Linked DNA regions of Danio rerio: region 2 is linked to region 1. A link is a contact called in public HiCAR-type data. All regions are on one chromosome and are shown on one strand. The core of a region is the stretch at or near the end of the contact, and the rest is flanking DNA. Distances in the headings are between cores, read along the strand shown.

Region 1 (3,639 bases), core at 633-3,132:
TTCCTACAGAGGGTTCGTTCAGTGTGACAAGTTATACAGCTCTCTATCGCCCCCCTTGGACAAACAGTGATAGGATTAAGTAGGTCTATCACTACTCTGACCTTGTACCTCAGATATGCAAAAGCGTATCACTGCATTGAGTATGCTTAGATCTGTTTCCCCTTTTATGCCTTAGTAGTATTTTTACCATATCTAAAGTACATAGCCACTCACATGTAATAGATAAAAATAATATTTCCTTATTAGGCATTCTGTACCTGTATTCATTATCTAAAAATGTCCTCTGGTGGAAAACACTGAACCCATCTAAATGATAAAGGGTTATTCCTGCTGCCAAAGGCTTACATAAGAATTAGTATCATATGATATGATCACCATATGGCAATGCTGTGGAGCGTGTGTGGCGCACAATTGCCTGTTGGTGATACGGATGAATGGTAACATGTTCTATGACCTCCAAAGGTCATTAACACAAGGTCAAGGAACACTATGTTCAGCATCCAAACAAGTATGTACAGAGAAGGCTTTAACTTCTGTATGGGCTCGGCTTAGAGATGAATAACGGGATTTAGAGTTTGTATTGTCTGAGGTGGATGTAGGAGGAGTTGTGTAATTTCTTCCTGCATACTGTACTGTCATGTGTAATCAAACAAACTGTGAGCTGTGAATAACTTCTGTGGAAGGGGGAAAATTTAGAGATTGAGATATAGATACGAAAAACAAAACTGCAAAAAAAACGTAAACACAGAGTCTATGGACGAGTTTTACACACATTGAGAAGACAGATGAGTGTAAAAGACAGAACTAGGGTAAAGATGACATGAGGTTTCACACATAGTCATCCAAATAAGATGAAACAACACACCTGATGTGAGAATGACGTCAGTGCCCCCCCTTTTTCCCTCAGTTCATCATTCCTTCTTTGATGCCTCTCCTTTTCTTAGTGTAAAGGTCAGATTCTTGCTTGGAGGATTTATAGTACTGCTGATGTGTTTATTAAACAGCTCCTAGGGAAACAAGGGAGCGGGAATCTACAGGTGTCATCAAAAGGTGAACTATCTTGACATGTATAGATCTAAATAGCAGGATTCTACTTGGGGTATTTTAGACAAAACATCTGCATTTAGAAGACGAATCAATGACCCTGAAAATGAGATCTTTTTCTCCTCATTATAAACACCTTTCTCCACTTTTCATCTGCCACCCACACTCTTTGTGCTTTTTTGTTTTTCTTTTTGTAGGCCTACATTCCTGTGAATGCATATTAGTTTAATGTTCTCTGAAAGGAACAGCAAATTAGACCTGCAGAGTTTAAAATGCATAGACAGCAATGCCAAAACACATCAAAAGGGCATTCTGAGGATTAATCATGGAGGAAACACATGAGTCACATGAGCCAAAGCAAAGCACACGTGCACATGTCGAAAAAACATACGTAGTACAACCACCCACAAATGTCTCCGTGTCTCACTGACACCTGCAATTCAAGTAAAGTGAGTTTGCCTATTTGCAATGCACATTTCAAAGGAGAGTGAGAAAAATACTGTATTTAGCAAATTCAGATGCTTCCACTGTTATAATAGTCATTTATTTTCTCATATTTATATAGAAGAAAGTTCCACAAATTATTTCAGTGCCAAGCAAAAGCAGCAAAAGAGTGGAAAATGCACAAAGAGCAAATGCTTTGTTGGAAAGACGACAAACCTGTGTATGTTGTGGGGGCTGAGGGTAAGTGGGGGGTACAAGAAGTGTTGCAAAGCTTTGGCCATTGGGCTTTGATTACATCTGCTTGAGCAAAGTCCCTCCCCTCTCCTGCAGAGTACACTATATATACACACACGCAGTCAGACGGATCTGTTCACTAGCTCTTACTCTCCTACTCTGAGTTGGAACGTGTGAGATGTGTGTGAGCTTGAGATTGTAGGCAACCGAGCAGGCACATGGTTGCTCATTTGTAAGTGTGATCCCACTTGAGACCGAGACAGTGGCAGAGAGAGAAAAAGAGGGAAAGGTGCCAGTATCAGTACAAGACAGACAGACAGATAGACAGACAGAAAAAAAAAGAGAAAACAGGCAGGGAGAGAAAGACTACAAAGCATTTCCATCTCTAGTACAATGGAAGACTTTGCAGTGTCTTTCTGGATTTACATCGGCGTAATGTCTATCTTTGTTGGTGGAGCGGTGAAGAAGTTCCTGGCATTCAATATCGGTGCCATGCCCTCAGTGGTGGTATGGCTGGGTGCCACTCTGCTGGTGGAGAGACTGTGTGCCCTGTGCATGCCCGCTGTGCTGGCAAGACTGGTCCTCTGTGTGTGCTGCTGGCTGTACTTCACGTGGGCCACCCCTAAACCCTCCCTGCCAGTTGAAGACAAAGCAGTCTTCATCACAGGTAAGCAAGAGCCAAAGCAAGAACAGAATGAAAGGAATGATTGTGTGTGTCATTGTACATTTTTGTGTTTTCTTCTTTTGATCCGTGGCTGACTCAGAGGATCATTACGCACTGACCTGAAATGCACATGAATTGATAAGCAGAGATTGTACAAACATCAGCTGGGGAATCTAGGTCATGACGGGTGTATTCTGTCTTGCAAAAGTGCCACAATTATATTAGGATTGTTGTTGTTTTGTATTTAGCCATACAGCAACATTTAGAGGGTTAAAAAGTATGTGTTTCACCTGTACCGTGATGGAATTAGCTGCACATTTGCACTGTACATTCCTTGTCAGCACATGCTATGTTTGCTGTTTTACTGTAAGTTCTGTATTAATTGCTTTCCTGATTAGAATCACTTTTACCCTACATAACATCTCATGTCTGAGGACAGACTGTCTTGATCAAGAACATCTTGTGCGATGCTTTTAAAAGAATTTTCTTTATCTTTAGACCATATCAAGTTCAAAAATAGGTGAAGTTTAATTTTACTTTCAATCTTATGCTACTGTAAATTTCAGTTTTTATTTAAGTTTGGTTTTAAAGTGTGTGTGTTGTCTTGTGTTTTTGTTTTAGCACTTTTAATATGGCAATATTATTGGACTTTTTATGTACCTTTGCTCATTGTTAAGTGTATAGAGAATGCATAAAAGTTCCTTGGCAAATATCTGAAATGAAAATGTGCTATATCTTATTTCAGTTCTCATTTAAGTAATCAATATGATTTCAAGTTAACTATAATAACCCTGGACTGGATGTAACATTCAGCACTGTTTGATGATTAATCAGTGCATGCATTCTGCTAGTCTTGTTCATCCGATGTGTTGTGTATTAACCTCTATTGTGTCCTGCTGGCTGAACTACAGTACTCAAGGATGGTTTGTCTTTTTCTTAATTGGCTAAGCTAATCTGATTCTAAGTTAAATGATCTTATGCAACAAAAATGCAGTGCAAGCCATGAATCAAATCAAAGAGCTGCTGTGTTGTACCTTCTATAGCATTCTTACAAATTACACCTATATCCCCCCAGTTAAACCATTGTGCAATGTCTCTTTAAGTGGTCTTTGGAGCCTGCTGTAGTTATAGTGCATTGCTTTAAAGGGATAGTTCACCTAAAACAAACTCCCCCTGATGTCATAAAGGTTTGGAATGAGTTGAGTGTTAGTAAATGATGACAGAATGATTGACAGAATGTCAAAATGTCAAAT
Region 2 (3,639 bases), core at 699-3,198, 65 kb before region 1:
ATACACTTTGTGTAGAGTAAGTGGTGGTTCATTTCTGGTGTGTCAACCCCTAATAAAACATGGATCAAACTCAAGGATTTCCCAGTGATCGGTTGCAACTGGAACAGCGGAAGGGCATCCGCTGTGTAAAACATATGCTGAATGAGTTGGCGGTTCATTCCGCTGTGGCGACCCCAGATTAATAAAGGGACTAAGCCGAAAAGAAAATGAATGAATGAACAAACTCAAGGAAAGTGAATAAGTGAGTGTGTGTCTCTCCCTACTTTCTTTTCAGTTCGGTTACATCACTTACAGTATAAAAAGGCATAATAATGTTATAGTGATAGTGTTAATGTTAGTGTGATGTTTCAGTGTATTTCTAGATCACATTTTAAAAACTATAATATGATGAAAATAAACACAATTCTATTTTGTGGTATCTGGTTTGAGGTTAGCATCTTGAGCTAAAGCATAAAATGGAGAAAATATTAACTCTGTTATTGTCAACTCCAGTTGTTTAAAAAGATTTAAAATATGATAAACAAAAAATAATAACAGAACTAAATGCTCCCTATCACATTTAATAAGCATTTTGCATTATTGAAAATTAACAATGAATTCAGTTTACTGTAAATTATACATTTGTTGTGTATCATTAATTTTAAAGAAAACAAATGGAAAAATGCTTGAAATATACTCACAATCTCAATGATGCACAGTGTCTGGCAGTAGTATCAGTTTATAAATGCTTATTTTTAACGTTTTATCAGCTGTGTGATATGAAAAATGTTCAGGATGATAAATTTTGGATTATTTCCACCAGATGATCCACTTCAAGTGCGTTCTGCTCTCCATGAGGCTTTTGATTTTTGGCATTTCAAATAATACAGTTTTAAATAATTTCAGTTTTTTGGTGGTTATGTAGCTGTCATCAATTATTCTGTACATGAAGTAGGCTGATAAAATATCTAAAATATTTTAAGAACGGTTGATATAGTTATTTGTATTTAAGTTACATAATAATACATCTACAATATTATGGCTGCAGTGTCCACAATTTGAACTTATGTTAGCAAATTATTCAGCTCAACGTTTTTGAAAATGGTCTTTAATTAAATGTTACATATTTTTATGATTACTAACGTTACAAATTTTATTGCTACACTAATAGTCTTTTTTAAGCATTCAACATTCAAAGCTTTATGTTAAATGTTATTTGAAGTAATACATGTAAACGTATTAAACAAAAAGGCAAATACGTTTTACACCAGATTCTAATAGCTAACGTTAACTAACACATCCTTAGTGGTCATCATTATTGATGAAAATAAGCTCACGTATAAAGCATAAAACTCACCTGCTCCGTTACTGATGACAGGATTCAGCCAACATTACCTGCACTGCTTTTTCTTTACATGAAAACTACCACTAACCGGAGTCATCTTTGACCCTCACTCATCCACGGCACAAACACAATAACATTAGCTCTGGGTGACCACTAACGTTAGCCCTGTCTTTACTCATTCACTAACGTATACCTGTAGCCTGAGATCCAAGCGGGCGTCTCACTAACCCAAATCTATCATCACGCTTTCATTCCGAGGTAACTAATCTCTTCTAGATATACTGATTAACTTGCCACAGTGCACCAAACCAATAAAACATTTGTGACTGACCAAATATTAACCGCTAACGTTAACGTTAGTTGTGCGCGGAGAACACGATTGACTGCTGTTAACTAATCATTCTGCAAACAAATCACATCTTACGATGGTTCTCGATCTACATACAAAGCGTTTTATCTATCTAAACAATCCAGTCTGCTTAAGAGACTGCACAAACACCAATAAACAAAGGTTTTATATTACAGCAGCGATAGTAAATCCAGTATTTTCGGCATACAGTGACAATTTGTGTAATTAATAGCTGACCGACGCACCTACATCCGGGAAAACCGTTACATGGTTTCTTTCAAATTAAAAGTCCTTACCACTAAATAATAAAATTAAACTTTTTTTCTTGAAGTTTCAATCGTAATTTAAGATGATAAAACGTTGCTTTTATTTTATTATTATTTACTAGATTGTTTTATTAGATGTAGTTTTATAGTGTTTCTATTTTGCACTCTGGAATACCTGCTCTATTGAGAAGGGTAATCCTGCACAACTGGAGTGGCTGCACTCTCAGGACCGCATTTTTAGGACCGCATCTTTAGGACCCTATTTTTTTGTGACAGCGCCAACTGTCGGATTGGATCAAGGATGCGCTAATGGACGACACGGATGACAAGGAAAGTGTAAGTACCGATTTTCTATTAAGTTTTATTTTAAACTGTTAAAGTATGTGTTTATTTTGTAATGCTGCTGTTTTATACTGTAAAGTTATGCAGAAATGCCAGATTAGCCTGCATGATTTAACCCAACGGTCTGGGGACTGGGACAAAAATGTTACGTGACGAGTTTTTTTTTTCCAGAAGAATAAAATATGATAATAATAATTATGGATAATTTTACACAGCCAGAGTGAGAGCTGCTATAACTGTTAATAATTTTCTAGAGTTCGTTTTCTAGTTTGATTAAATGCTACGACGATCGTAGTTCGTGACAATGGTTTATTGAAACATTGTTGATTTAATGGCTTGTTGACTTAACGGCGGTCTAATACGCTTAGTGACACATGCATTAAACTAAGATGGTAAAAGCACGTTGATGTGAGAGTTTCAGATTTATCTATATTTTGCTATATTCGTGTAAAAACCATTACTCAACGTTGTATTACATTAGCACATTAAAAATTGTGCTGACTGCCTGTTAGCCCCACAATGTGTTATTAGCCTGATGTTTTGTCATCGTTTTACAGTGATGAATGAGATGTTTGACGGTTTTAAAAGTTAGGCTTATTCTGCAGGCCTTAACCATATAAAGTCTCATATCTTTAATGTATATCAGGTGTGTTTTACCTGGCGAATAAGAAGTGTTGGCCAATATGATTGGATTGCCTAGGCCCATTGTAGGAAGAAAAGAAAACAAACTACAGGAATATTTTCATTGAGGTTATCGCAAACTGTTGAGTTACACTTTATAACATCTGCATACTATAAATAATTTATTAAGCATTTAATAACTAGTTAATTTATTAATATTTTATTTGTTTAGCATTAACTCTACATTTAATAGACATTGATAAGCAGTTTATAAATACAGTTACAAATGCTAGCTGTGTTCTTGAGTTTATAGCATATCTATAATGAAGTGCAGCTTATCTGTGGTGTTCATTTTCCAGAGGAATGTCTGGCCAAATAAGTATATAAACTGCATGCTGGGTGCTACTCATTTATGAACCCATGTAAAATGATTTGCTGTTCTGTGGTGGTATTTTAGTCCATATTTAAATGATTTTATTTTATTTTTTTAATAGGACATCGTACATGCTCTGGGTGTCTTGAGGAGCTTGTCTTTGAATGATGCTGAGCAGGTCTTTCTTTCTGGTAACGGTTATCATTACAGGTCAGAATATGGTTAATTTTGCACAATGCTCAAAGAGCCTTTTTGTTACTGGTATAAATGTTAACTCAACAGTGATTGTTCTCTATTGCAGTGAAGTAAAAGAATTTAACAGACAGATTGACAAACAACTGACGAAAGAAGAGAGACCATTCAA

The links. HiCAR-type assays count read pairs that join an accessible place to other places.
Region 2: a contact with region 1 is called in a HiCAR-type map of caudal fin, with 6 times the contacts expected there. The contact joins the promoter of zdhhc1 here to the promoter of hsd11b2 in region 1. A contact is called at or near these places in 3 of 18 Hi-C or Micro-C datasets (caudal fin and embryo) and 3 of 4 datasets of contacts at active chromatin or transcription factors (caudal fin, embryo and gastrula embryo).

The regions. Positions count from the first base shown.
Region 1 is chr7:35,234,907-35,238,545 of GRCz12tu, reverse strand. It overlaps hsd11b2 (hydroxysteroid (11-beta) dehydrogenase 2), which reads left to right and starts at 1,882. Exons shown (of 5, transcript NM_212720.2): 1 at 1,882-2,389. The coding sequence starts at 2,116. It also overlaps a transcript of zdhhc1 not described here.
Region 2 is chr7:35,299,859-35,303,497 of GRCz12tu, reverse strand. zdhhc1 (zDHHC palmitoyltransferase 1) reads right to left here and starts at 1,948. Exons shown (of 11, transcript NM_001423785.1): 1 at 1,337-1,948.